2 separate regions of the Sus scrofa genome follow, and region 1 is linked to region 2. Evidence: chromatin contacts called from public HiChIP or PLAC-seq data. All regions are on one chromosome and are shown on one strand. Each heading gives the region's core, a stretch centred on a gene start, on an enhancer-like site or on the middle of the called end of the contact. The rest is flanking DNA. Distances are from core to core; before and after follow the strand shown. Region 1 holds the start of LOC100522401 (WASH complex subunit 2A). Region 2 has its middle 10 kb from the start of SLC18A3.

Region 1 (7,066 bases), core at 3,721-6,220, 480 kb before region 2:
TCCTTCATAGTCCTCCCTTGAGCCTTTACTAAAAGTACTAATTTCTCTTGCCATAGAAAGTCCTGATTGCTCTTCAGCTACAATAACTCTATAATGCAGTCTGAAACCTAGTAGCTGCCTCTGAGGTCAATTACTAAAAATCCAGAAACCTACCTGACTTTTTGTTTTGTTTTTTCCTTTTTTGGCCACCCCGAAGCATACGGGGTTCCTGGGATGGGAATCAGATCCGAGCCATAGTTGCAACCTAAGCCACAGCAGCAGCGATTCTGATCTTTAACCCACTGTGCCAGGCTGGGGATGGAATCTGCGTCCCAGACCACCCAAGACGCTACAGACTCCACTGCACCGCAGTGGGAACTCCAAAACCTACCTGACTTTAAGTATCTTTCCAATAAACTGCCATGAAACTAAAGGGCACCATTATTCAAGCCAGAATTATAATACATGAGTTTCAATGTTAGAGTTTGAAGAAAACACATGAAAAACCAAATTACTGCCAAATGTATTAACAGCATGTAGATTTTTTCAGAGTTTTATTGAGCATTAGCCATACTCTTATCGTCGTGCTCTACGATGGAAAGAACATGTAACACGTGGCATTACAGGGAGGTCTGGGAAGCAGTTAGATTTGGCAACAGGCACATCTAGAGGATAATTTAGCTACAGAATGGAAGAGGCACAAGAACTAAGAGGATGGAGAGATGGATGGAAAGCAGGAAATTCTAGAGGTGAGCAGAAACAAAGAACGACTATCAAAAAACAATAAAAAACAGAACCAATCACCCACAAAAACTAGATTATGAAAACTCAGAATCTAAAAAAACTTGGCCAGAAAAAAAGTGGAGGGAAAAAGAGAAGTAAGACCTTAAAGCTATAATGAAGAACAAGTTTATGATGCCCTTCACTCCCAAAGCATCAATCGGCTACCAATCCAGCACCAATGCAGCACAGGCACATCAAGCACAAAAGAAGTCCCCCAGTTCTATTCCTGGCCCAGTCCAGGGCTGCACACTGACTGCAGAGAAGAGCTGAGCAAGAAAGGTACAGAATGAGACCAACAAATATATTTAAAAGGACAGGAATAAGGCACGATGAAAAAGTGATGGAGCTGCATACACCAGTAAATGAGAGATGAGAGACCCATAAACCGCCTCTTCCAGTGTGAAAGATGCTCAGGACCAAGCATGGGCTTTCTGTGTAGATCACCAGAAAATGACTACAGATTTTACTAGAATATTTGCTACATTTTAAACTTACTGGCAAAGAGATATTTAAGACTTTTATTAAAATTTTTATTTTACACATAGCTTCTCCAAGCTATGGTAGTGGCATTTCAACCTGAACTACTAAGTATGTGCAAACATACTGCAACAAGATACCTGAATGACAATAGTCTTCTCTTAATAATCCTTAATCATGGTGTTTTTTTTTTTTGGGGGGGGGGGTCTTTTTAGCACCACCACTGCAGGACATGTAAGTTCCCAGGCTAGGGGTCAAATCAGAGTTGCAACTGCCGGTCTACACCACAGCCACAGCACCAAGGGATTGGAGCTGCGTCTGTGACACACACCACAGCTCATGGCAAACTGGATCTTCAACCCACTGAGCGAGGCCAGGGATTGAATCTGCATCCTCATGGATACTAGTCAGATTTGTTACCCCTGAGCCACAATGGGAACTAACCATGGGCTTTTTTATAATTTTCAAAATCTTTTTTGCAATTTTCAAAATCTTTTTTGCAATTTTCAAAATCTTTCTTGCAATTTTCAAAATCTTTTTTGTTATTTTGCATCTAACAGTCTCAGGAGGTAGCCTACATTAATATTCCTCTTTTCACAGATTAATTAATGCTGATACTCAGAAAGCTGGCCACCCTATGAGAAATACAAATCAGCTTAAATAAGATTCCTCTCATCCTCATCTGTTAACAATCTCCCCTTCAGTCACTAGGCTCCAGCCACACCTGCTTCCTTTCTATTCTGGAATTACACTATTATGGAAGATTTTGATTTTCTCTAAGGAGGGACTGTGTCTAATTTACCTGTATATTCCTAGAACCCAGCACCTAGAGAAATTCAATAAATAAATGGACAAAATCGCACATAGGTTAAAACTCAGCAATCTATTTAGAGTTTATTCCATAATAGGTTCAGCAGCAACATGGATGGACCTAGAGATTATCATACTCAGTGAAATAAGTCAGAGAAAGACAAGTACCATAGTATATCACTTACATGTGGAAGCATAAAAATGATACAAAAGAACCTATTTAAAAAAGAGAAACAAACTCAGATTTTAAAACCAATCTTACAGTTAATATAGGTAAAACAGTTAGAGGAAGGGGGGCATTGGGATGGTGGAAATAATACATACACTACAGTATAAAACAGATGATTAACAAGAACCTGCTGTAAAGCACAAGAAAATCTACCCAACAGCTCATAATTAACCTACATGGGAAAAAATAATGGATATATTTTTATGTATGACTAATTCACTTTGCTGTACACCTGAAGCTAATACAACATTGTAAATCAACTTTACACCAATAAAATAAGTTTAAAAAAAAATTTTTTTTTGTCTTTTTAGGGTCACACCTACAGCATATGGAAGTTCCTGGGCTATGGGATGAATCAGAGCTACAGCTGCTGGCCTGCACCACAACCATAGCAACATGGGATCGGAGCTGCACCTGCAACCTACACCACAGCTCATGGCAAGGCCGGATCTTTAACCCACTAAGTGAGGCCAGGGATCAAACCCACATCTTCATGCATACTAGCTGAATTCATTCCTACTGTGCCACAATGGCAACTCCCTAAAAAGTTTTTTAAAAACTAAAAGAACGTTGGAGTTCCTGTTGCTCAGCAGTAATGAACCAGACAAGTATCCATGAGGTTTGATCCCTGACCTTGCTCAGTGGATTGAGGCTCTGTCATTCCCGTGAGCTGTGGTGTACATCGCAGATTCAGCTCAGATCCCACATTGCTGTGGCTGTGGTGCAGGTTGGCAGCTTATAGCTCCAATTAGACACCTAGCCTGGGAACTTCCATATGCCTTTGGTGCAGCCCTAAAAAGCGAAATAACAACAACAACATAGGTTCAGCCATCATAACAAAATGTTAGTTGGGAATATTCCAAGTAGACACACACACGACTTTACTATAACTTATCAATATTGGATACAATCAATAATACACTGGTGCCCAGAGGATCAGACCAGTTGTACAGCTCCGTACAGAGTATGCTCAATAACAAGGTTTGTTGGAGTGTCATGCAATTCTGCACAACACCGACTACTCCAAAACCAAAAACCGATGGAAACACTGGAATATGAGGAAATTTTATCATTAGGTTTTTTCAAAGGCTTAAAAAAATTTACTAATAAAAAAGGGGGTGAGGCATTAATTATAAAGAACCACTACTTCCACCAAAATTTAGTAGAGAACCTAATAATAGATCATGGAGTATTACAATGGCTCTTGCTCCTCCTAAAAGTAGTATTTATTTATAAATCTGACTCACGTTCTCAATGAACTGGGTATTAGACAGCATAAGGAAGTCATTGAAGACATTATGCAGGCGACAATCTGTGGCTTTAGTTTCCCGAATTAGTCCATCCACTTGTTTCTTGATTTCATGGGTCCTAGAGATAGTCTGCTGTGAGAATTCCTGTAGAAACTGTAGCAGCTATTTAAAAAATAAACATACAGTAGTATCAATATTATACACATCTATTCTGCATATCAAAACAGGAAAGAACCCATTTCCTTTTGTGTGTGTGTGTTGGAATGTAAAAGGGATTCTGCTTTTGACAGCTTTATGACCAAGTAGCATCAAAAAACATTAAGAAAGTTCATCAGCCTTGAGCTGTGGTGTAGATCGCAGACGTGTCTCAGATCTGTCAGGGCTGTGGATGTGGAGTACCTAGGCCAGCAGCTACAGCTCGGATTCCACCCCAAGCCTGGGAACCTCCATATGCCGCGGGTGTGGCCCTTAAAAAAAAAAAAAAAAAAAAAGAAAGTTCATCAAAACAGCGGCAACGAGTCAACGGATACTTGCCATCTCATTTTGGGAGGAATTTTTAAGTCCTGTTTGGTTGTCATTCTACAGGGATTGCAAACGAAAGCCAAAACAACAAACCACTACTTTTATCCAAAAATCCTACTTCAAATGGGACTTTGGAATGACCATTTTCAGTTTACTGGGTGGGCCCTTAGCTAAAAAGTCTCACTCAAGGATATCCATATACTAGTTTTTCTACTGCCCCACTCAGTCCAGGTCCCAACATGGAATTGACGAAGTAATGCCATTGTAAGCCTGCGGAGCGGCGGAAGCCGATTTCCCAGCTCAGGATGGAGTTGGTTGCCGGTCTGGAAAACCCCAACGAGGAAAACAGCCGGGTGTCCAGGCCGCTGTCTGCTTGGGAGCGCTCAGAGGGCTAAGGACAACCGGCCCACCACCGCCCAAGTGCCTGGGGATTGCCGCCGGGGAGTTTTTGAGGGCAAGAAGAGATGTGTTAAGTCGATGTTTATGGGGAGTCCCATCCTCCCTCCCGCATCACCCCGGATGAGTCGCCCTCCCCTCCCGTCCCTGGGCCCGCCTCTCACGCCCGCGTCGGCCGCCAGCGACCAGCTTTGGCTGCTTCTGCGGATCTCTTCCACCGACCAGGGCCGCTCCCACACGGGCTCCGACGCCGGCGCCCGCTCCTGGTCGGGGGTGGTCTGGTTCATCTGCAGCGGGAAGGACGAGAAGAGGCGCTGAGCTCCGGGAGGGCAGAGGGGGCCGGGGCCCAACCCTCACCCAACCTGCCACTCTCACCATCCTCGCCGCGCAGCCTCACGGGCTCCAAGGGCCCGCAGGACGCACCCGCTGAGCCTGGAAGGTCTCTGGAAGCCGAACTTCTCAGTGGTGCCTCAGGCACGTGACTGTAGATCACATGACCCCGGCGCCGGTGACCTGCCCCTCATGTGACCGGCAGTGGATGGCTGCCGGACTGCCGGAAGGAAGGTGCAGAAGCCGGCTGGGGACACTAGACCTCTTCTAAGAGGCCTGTGGCCACATGGATGGACCTAGAAGTTATCATACTAAGTGAAGTAAGTCAGAAAGACACCTATCATATATCACTTAGATGTGATATATATATGACATAAATGAGCCTATCTATGAAACAGACTCACGTTCACAGAGAATTTGTGATTGCGGAGGGGGGTCCGGAAGGGATGGCTGGGGAGTTAGGGATTAGCAGATGGTGACTAATGTACGGAATGTGTAAAAAACAAACTTCTATTGTATAGCCCAGGGAACTATATTGAATATCCTGTGATAAACTTTAATAGAAAAAGAATATGAAAAAATGTGTGTATAACTGAATCACCGTTATACAGCAGAATTTGAAACATTGTAAAGCAAATATACTTGAATAAAGTAAATTTTTAAAAATCTATTTCACTAAAAGAAAAAAAGCCTGCAGCCGGGCTATGGTGGCGGGAGTTGGAGAAAGGAAGGGTGCAGACGCCAGGGGGAGCTGAAGGGGTGCGTCCGACGGGTTGCATTTTAAGCTAGAGGGCAGTTGGCAGGGTGTGATCAGCCCGGAAACGCCTGGCAGCGAGGTATGTTTAGAGAGAAGGGCCAAAGGGAGAACCAGCCTAGGAGTTTTAAACGTTCCAGGCGGTGGGCAGAGGAAGAGCTCGCTGCTGCATCTCTTCCTTGCTGCATCTCTGCTGCCTGTCGCGGGGTCAGCGCACAGGCGCCCAGATTTACTGGATGGTGACTGTTTAAAATCCTTTACTCGCTAGCCAGTGCCCTCAGATTCAAGTTCAAACTCCTCATATAACAGGCAAAAGCCCTTTAATATCTGATTCCTGCCTACGAATCCTTCTTCAACGTGCCCAGCTTCCCCACCAGCGTTCTGCGACCCCTCACACTTCCTTGAAGTTCCCTCTGCGGAGTCCCTCTTCCTCCAGACCAACTTACTTTTTAAAATGAAGATCCCTATTTCTTTCCATTCTTTTTCGGTTTTGTTTTTTTGTTTTTCTTTTTTGGCCACTCCACAGCATGTGGAGTTTCTAGGCCAGGGATCAGATCGAGTCGCAGTTGCGACCTAAGCGCAGCTCTGGCCACCTGGGATCCTTTGGCCATCCTGGGATCCTCTGGGGCGGGGTGTCAAACCTATGTCCCAGGGCTTCCACGACGCCCATGCCACAGTCGGAACTCCATTTCTTTCCATTCTTATGTGCCCATGGGCAAGTTATTTTAATCCTTATGAGTTTTCCTCCTCAGTAAAAGGAAGTTACATGTTTTGCAGGAACTGTGGTAACATTTGTAAACAGCACAATGCCTACCATACTGTGAGCATTAAACATAGATTTTACCACTTCCTCAGTGGCCTCTGTTTATCAAACTCTTGAGCTTTCCATTGTTTTTGCCTCTGTCTCTCTAGTGAAGACTTCCCTAATTCCCAAGGATAATTTTAAATGCCCCCCTCAGTTATTTTCTAAGGGTTCACACAAATATTCACCGTAGACTATCATAAGTGTATTGTAATTTACTTATCTATCCTTTTTAATAATAATGTCTAACATTTATGAAGCACATATAATGTATCAACTGCTTTATATGTATTAATTCATTTAATTCTCACAATGACTCTGTGAGGTGGTTACTGTTATCCCCATATTTTACAGTGGGGAAACTGAGGCACAAAGAGAATAACTTACTCAGGGTTGGACAACTAGTAATGAAGCAGAGCCAGGAACCTACACCATTAGCCACTATGTTACACTATAGCTAGTCTTAGTTTCTTAAGAGAACTTCATTGTTGGTTTTTTGTTTGTTTGTTTGTTTGTTTTTGTGGGGTTTTTTTTTTAGCAGTGCCTGCAGCATATGCAAGTTCCTGGGTTAGAAATCAAACCTACACCACAGCAGTGACCCAAGCTTCTACAGTGATAATGCCAGATCCTTGACCCACTGCACCGCAAGAGTACTCCAGAACCTTATTTTTAAATTGCAGTCTACCAACCTCCTAGCCCTTCTCCAACATTCATTAAAAAATATATATGATTTG
Region 2 (6,721 bases), core at 956-3,455:
GGTATTGATGGAGTGAGATTTCTTGTGAAGTAAGTTAATGCTGTTGTCCAATATATTTCTCCTTACCTACTGCATAGCATAACACAGGGCAAACTATTCAATACTGCATAATAACCTATGTGGGAAAAGATTCTGAAAAGGAATGGCTATATGTATATGTATAGCTGATTTACTTTGTTGTACACCTGAAACTAACACAACTTTCTAAGTCAACTATAGTTCAATAAAATTTATTGAAAAATAAATTAAAAAATGTATACCTCTCCCTGGCTGCCTGGATGACTTCTATTCATCTTTTATGATAAAAAAAAATCAAGCTTCTTTGTCTTCTAAATAAAACTTATTTCTCCTTCCCTTGGGCCAGTACCATGTGTCTATCACTGTATTTGTCACACTGTATCACGAGAATGTGTTCCTGTGTCTGTTTCCTTTACCAGAGTGTGTGTCCTTATAGATAGGGTCTGGGGTGGCTGGATTGTGCTCATCACCTGATACACAGCACCCCGATTGATGCTGTGAAATGGAAGAATAAGCCTATTACTTTTTTTTTTTTTGTCTTTTTGCCATTTCTAGGGCTGCTCCCTTGGCATATGGAGATTCCCAGGCTAGAGGTCTAGTCGGAGCCGCAGCTGCCAGCCTACACCAGAGCCTCAGCAACTTGGGATCCGAGCCTCGTCTGCAACCTACACCATGGCTCACGGCAACATTGGATCCTTAACCCACTGAGCAAGGCCAGGGATCGAACCTGCAACCTCGTGGTTTCTAGTCAGATTCGTTAACCCCTGAGCCATGAGGGGAACTCCTATCAATTTTAAAAAGGATAGACTTCCTCATCATGCCAAGATTCTGTTGAGCCTGAGATGGACAGAGGGGCACTTAGAGCAAAGCTGAGGTGTTCCTGAAAAATATTCCAGATATACCCTGAGGAGAGCCAGGAAAGAGATTTGTTTTAAGGCATATTGAACATGCAACCTCGCCAAAATACTCCCCTGATTAACCAGTTAGGCAAGCAAAAAATGTTTAAGAGAAACTTTGCATTTTACATTCAGGGTTGGGAAAATCCAGAAGATGAATGGAGGCTTCTAGCCATTTCTCCTGGTTTTGGAGTCTTGTCTTGATCCAGAAACCAAACACTGATCATTCAGAGTCACATCCATTTTCAGATTTTTTCAGACATGAAAAGTGTAAGTTTGAGGCAGGGAAGTCATGGAGACCAGTGCTGAGGGAGGGCAGAGGACTGCCTCGGAAGAGTGTCCCCTGCAGATGCATGCTGCACAGGGCTGTGTCAGCACTGCGTCAGTGCATCCCCAGTACCCAGCACACTCTCTGCACATAGAAAGGCTCAGTGAAAATCCAAGGGAGGGAGTTCCCATGGTGGCTCAGTGTGTTATGAGCCTGACTAGTATCCATCAGGATGTGAGTTCAATCCCTGGTCCTGCTTAGGGGTTAAGGATCCAGTGTTGCTGTGGCTGTGGCTATGGTGTAGGCCAGCAGCTATAGCTCTGACTAGATCCTTATCCTGGGAACTTCCATATGCCATGGGTGCAGCCCTAAGAAAACAAAAAAATGAAATCCAGGGAAGATGCTTGCTTCAGAGCCAATTGCTTCGAATGGTTATTCAGTGATCATCCTCATGGGGAACTGGGGAAATCTTCTGTGTTTAGATAATACGGCCACAGGTTCAAGATCTGTCTTGAAGCCTCTGGAAAGATTCCCTCTCAGAGAGACCCTAGGTGTGGATGGTGGAGCTGCAAGGAGGAACCCCCACTGGGTGAAAGGGCGGCCCTGCATGGGCCTGCATACAATGTACCGCGAGGCTCCAAGTTTTTGGGGACAAATGGGTCTGAGTTGTGAACATGGTCTGGAGAAGGCATTGGCAGTGCAAAGTCAGCCAAGCCTCCCTGACTCGTGTTTGAGTGGCTGAAAGTCAGCCCTTTCCCAAACTGCCCACCAGCACCTTCTCTAGGCGTGTCTGTGATGTAAGAAAGGTCAGCAAGGAGTCCTGGTGTGATCCCTGGCCCTGTGCCAGACACAGTGGAAGGCTTTTACCTTTATTAGCTTTCAATCTCATAACACCCCTGTGAGCTAAGTGTTCTTCTGGGCTCTATTTTAAAAATTGGCAATGCAGGGGGTTGAGTAATGTGTCAAGGTCACAAGGCCGTCTGACTCATGCCCATGAGTTTATCCATTTGGCCACGTGACTTCCGTGTTTGCGGGGCTGTGGAATTCCTCTGTGACCTCTAAAGCCCTGCTCTTTCCCTCTGACCTCTGTGATATTTGCCATCCTCCCCAGGACCACACAGCCCCAGATACAGAGGCAGTACTTGTCCCTTCCTTCTCCAGACATTCTGACCTCCATCCTTATTATATGCTAGGACCATTGCAGTAGTCTCATGACAGATCTCCCTGCCTTCGGTATTGCCACCAGCTCCTGAACACCACCCTCAACCTCTTCTCACAGTCAGCTTTTACAACATAATTCTTCCCCATAGTAGGCACTCAATAGATATTTGTTAAATTGGTCATCTTGCTTTAAATTCCCTTTGCCTATGGTCAAGTTCACAAGTTCGGCTTTAAGTTCCCTTTGCTAGGGTCAAATTCAAAAGCTAACCTTGGTTTTCAAGGCCCTCTGTGTGTCATGCCAGCTCCTGCCCATGCTGCTTTTCTACTTGTCACACTTGCATGGCTTCCTGTCTGGTGCACCTGGTCCTGCCACACCATGTCTCACTGTCATCCATGTTTTCTTTCCCAGCAGAATAGGTTACTCACCGTAGAGAGCATCCTTGCCCACGTGCACACACCTCTAATCTAGCACTTGCAGAATGGATTCTATGCTTTGATTGAATGTCTTTCCTTCACCTTGGGCTGTATTTAATCCATCTAACATCTCCCAAGCCTACAGTGGAGCTTTGCAGGCAGGAAAACATCTGGACCTGGCTGGTGTCATGAGCACATACAGCTATGTATACTGACTCTTCCAAAATGAAGCTTGCTCTGGTTTCCACTACATTTATGTTAAATTCTTATCACAACCCACTAATCTGGTTTGTAACCAAAACTGGGCTGATGACCCATAGCTTGAAAAGCTTGGCACTGGCTCATGGATTCCTCACAACAACCTTATCAGATTGATATTATGAGTCTCTCCCACGTCTATCTGATGAATCTGAGACACAGAGAGATGAAATAACTCACTCTGGTCACACAGCCAGGAAGCAACAGAGACAGAGTTTGAACCCAGGTCGGGGCCCCAGGGCCACATTCCCAACCCTCACAAATGTGGCTTTGATGATTAATCAGGGCTTAGAATGCAGGTAGGAGTGGAGGCCACAGTGAGCCTGCTGCATTTTCCCACATACCCTTGGGAATGGCCTGCATGAAAAGAATTGCTGGCATGTTCCCCCGCCCCAGGGTTGGGTTATAGCTGGGGGTGTCTCTGCCCAGAGCACAGTTCTTGACCCTCCAGGGGTGAGGGGGCAGATAGCTTGTGCCGAAGTGTGGGTACCAGGACCCTCTCTGAATCTGGGACCAGGCCGAGCAGGGTGTGAGGAAGGGCTGGTGGATGAGGGACAGGACTGGAGAGCAGACAGCTAACTCTAGGACAGCAACACCCCTGGCCTTGACTATGATTGTGCACAGACAACTGCCAATGCTTCTCCTACACAGACTGCGACCCTCTCAGATTTGTCACCACTGTGTCCTCAGCACCCAGAACGGTGGTTATGGAACAAACACATAAAAAGTGGCTCTTTTTTGGAGACATTGGCCGAGAGGAAAGGGAGCTGAGTTCTGACCCTTTCTTGTTGAGGCACAAAGATGTTAGAACACAACAGAAGAAATTTGGGGGCCTGTATTGTGGACATGTGATAAGACAGGGCCCTGGGAGGAAGAAAGTCTAGGCTGTTAAGTTGAGGATTCCAACCTCCAAACTCCTGGTGAGGGCCTGGGATGTTCTGGGGGAAAACCTTGTATCTTGATGGAAAGAACTGACCCTTTGGGCACACAGCCAGATGGCCCAGAACCCCTGACTGGTGTAGTGGCCATACTGACCACCTGAGCCAAATTCTACAGTGAGTCCCGACTCAGGGTTGTCTGGGTGGGGGAGGGGAATCCCTGCATGGCCCTGGAGCTCTAGGTGGTGACATGGGCAGGGACACAGACTTCACAGCCAGAGACAGGAGGGCAAGTGTTCAAGGACCTCTCCTCACATGGGTGTGGGGACCAGACAGCTGTGGGTGGTGGCTGTGGAGAAGATCATCTGACTCAGTTGAAAGCATGATCGACTTTGAATCAAGAACAATAACCAGAGCACTATATGCCCAGGTAATTGAGATGCTATTAATTAAACTCAATTTAAACTAGTTTCAAAGGAATCCTTTTTTTTTTTTTTTTTTTTTTTTTTTCTTTTTAGGGCTGCACCAGTGGCATATAGAAGTTCCCAGGCTAGGAGTGAAATTGGAGCTCAAGCTGCTGGCCGACGTATGCCACAGCCACAGCAATGCGGGATCCAAGCCATGTCTGTGACCTATACTACAGCTCAGGGCAATGTCAGATCCTTTACCCACTAAGCGAGGCCAGGTCTTGAACCCGAGTCCACACATGGATACTAGTTGCATTCATTACCGCTGAGCCATGATGGGAACTCTCTCAGATGAATTCTTGGTGGCACATGTGCACAACCCTCATAGGGAATGTGTCTGTCTCCTCTGGGCTGTGAGGCCCCAGCAGGGGGCTGGACCAACCTCAGGCTCCCTGCCTTGCCAGGCTGGCATGGAGTGGACTGTCTGTGAGCTTGCAAATGACTAAGTGATAGGTGGACAGGTGCCATTTCTTCACTTGAACTTCTCGGATGCCATCTGGTAGCAGGCGGTATGACATGGAATGTTCTCAGATATTGAGCAACTTCCAGCCTCCATCCTTGTGGAGTATTTAGTCTGCACAGTTGATGGGCTCAGAAAGCCCCTGCCCTTCCTCTAGTGACAGGAAGGAGGGGGTAAGGTAGGCTCCCTGACCAGTGAGGTGGGGGAGAAGACCAAGGTCATACCTTGAGGCAGGTGTTCTAGGTAGGAGGCTGGGCCAGGGGCTGGGGGGAGGGTGGGGCGCTGGAGTGCAGAACACTGGGACTTGGCGGGGAGGGCCTGTATGCCAGGGCCCCAGGAAGCCAATTGGTTTTTCATGGCTAATTGAGGAGAGTAATATAAAGATCTCCATGTTTGGGATTTTTCTCAAGGATATAGTCCCAGAGGTGGAATGACTGTCCTAAATGGTAGGACCATTTTTATGTCTCAACTCATCAAGCCAAACAGCTTTCTAAAAGCACGATGCTGATTCCATTCCTACTAACTAGGAAGGTGCCTCTTCTCACCCTCATAGCATCCACGGTTATTACCTTAAAAAACCACTAAACTGGAGTTCCCGTCGTGGCTTGGTGGTTAGCGTATCTGACTAGGAACCATGAGGTTGCGAGTTCGATCCCTGGCCTCACTCAGTGGGTTAAGGATCCGGCGTTGCCTTGAGCTGTGGTGTAGGTCTCAGACGTGGCTCCGATCTGGCATTGCTGTGGCTGTGGTGTAGGCTGGCAGCTACAGCTCCAATGGGACCCCTAGCCTGGAAACCTCCATATGCTGCGGGTGCGGCCCTAGAAAAGAAAAAAAAGGCAAAAAGACAAAGACAAAAACAAAAACAAAACCAAAAACCCAGCAAGCTAACCAGAGAACGATGCCATCTTGTGTAATTACTGTCCCTTGATGGTTAGATGCCAGCATCCTGCCTTCCCAGTGGCCTTCAGGCCCTCTGGTCTAGACCCTGCCCTCCCCAAACATGCCTGCTTCACCCACCTCAGGTCCTTTGCACCTGCTCTCCCTTCTTCCTGGAAAGTAATCCATCTGCAGGGCTCATTTCCTCATCTTCCTCCTATCGGCACATATACGAGTAACGCCTTCCCAGGCCACCTTACTTAAAATCCCACCCCAGTGCTTCTTAGCTACTCTGGATGCTTTCCTTTTTCTTTCTTTATTCTTCTGCCTTTTTTTTTTTTTTTTTTAGGACCACACCCTCGGCATATGCAAGCTGCCAGGCTATGCCACAGCCACAGCAACACAGGATCTGAGCAGCGGAGCAGCATCTGTGACCTACACCACAGCTCATGGCAATACCAGATTCTTAACCGCCTGAGCGAGGCCAGGGATTGAACCTGCATCCTCATGGATACTAGTCGCGTTTGTTACTGCTAAGCCATGATAGGAACTCCTGCTTTATTTTTTCAAATGTGCCTGACCTCATATGCATAGTTCACAGACTCTGTTTACTGCCTCCCTTCCCTGGAATGGATGCCCCAGGAAGGCACATAGAAAGGGAAATAAGGCAGTGGTGCTGAGTTGAACTTTAGCTAGAAAGAGAGGAGAAGCCAGCCACGCCCTCTCCCACCCTGGGGGTCCAACACTGGCTGCTCAGACCAAGCAAGAGAGAGGCTGGGACTGGGGGAAGAATGCGGAGGCCTCGTGGTATCTAATCCCTCTGCTACCCTTTGGGGAGGGCTGGGAGGAGAGGGGGCATCTTACCCACCACTGCCCCCCAACAACGTGTTTATGCAGGGGGGATCTCTGAGCCATTCTCTGCCTCAGCGACCGTCTGGGAGACAACGCATAACACATAGCAAGACCTGAGTACACGGTCCCTCTGATAAAGGGCCCTGAAGTGTCCTGGGGCAGGAGGGAACTGG

The links. HiChIP or PLAC-seq counts read pairs in DNA pulled down with a chosen protein or histone mark.
Region 1: an H3K27ac HiChIP or PLAC-seq map of alveolar macrophages shows a contact between it and region 2. The contact joins the promoter of LOC100522401 here to the enhancer-like site in region 2. A contact is called at or near these places in 1 of 5 promoter capture datasets (liver), 6 of 47 Hi-C or Micro-C datasets (embryonic fibroblasts, epiblast stem cells, fetal skeletal muscle and 3 more) and 1 of 2 datasets of contacts at active chromatin or transcription factors (alveolar macrophages).

What each region holds. Positions count from the first base shown.
Region 1 is chr14:90,580,303-90,587,368 of Sscrofa11.1, reverse strand. It overlaps LOC100522401 (WASH complex subunit 2A), which reads right to left and starts at 4,970. Exons shown (of 33, transcript XM_003133111.6): 1 at 4,822-4,970; 2 at 4,611-4,733; 3 at 3,526-3,690. The coding sequence starts at 4,824.
Region 2 is chr14:90,099,960-90,106,680 of Sscrofa11.1, reverse strand. No RefSeq gene overlaps it. Among named protein-coding and RNA genes, the nearest start is that of SLC18A3, 10 kb to the left of the region's middle. Within about 2 kb of position 2,205, at least 2 of the 83 cell types and tissues checked have an H3K27ac peak or open chromatin away from gene starts, as enhancers often do. A contact at or near this core is called in alveolar macrophages, where this site is marked.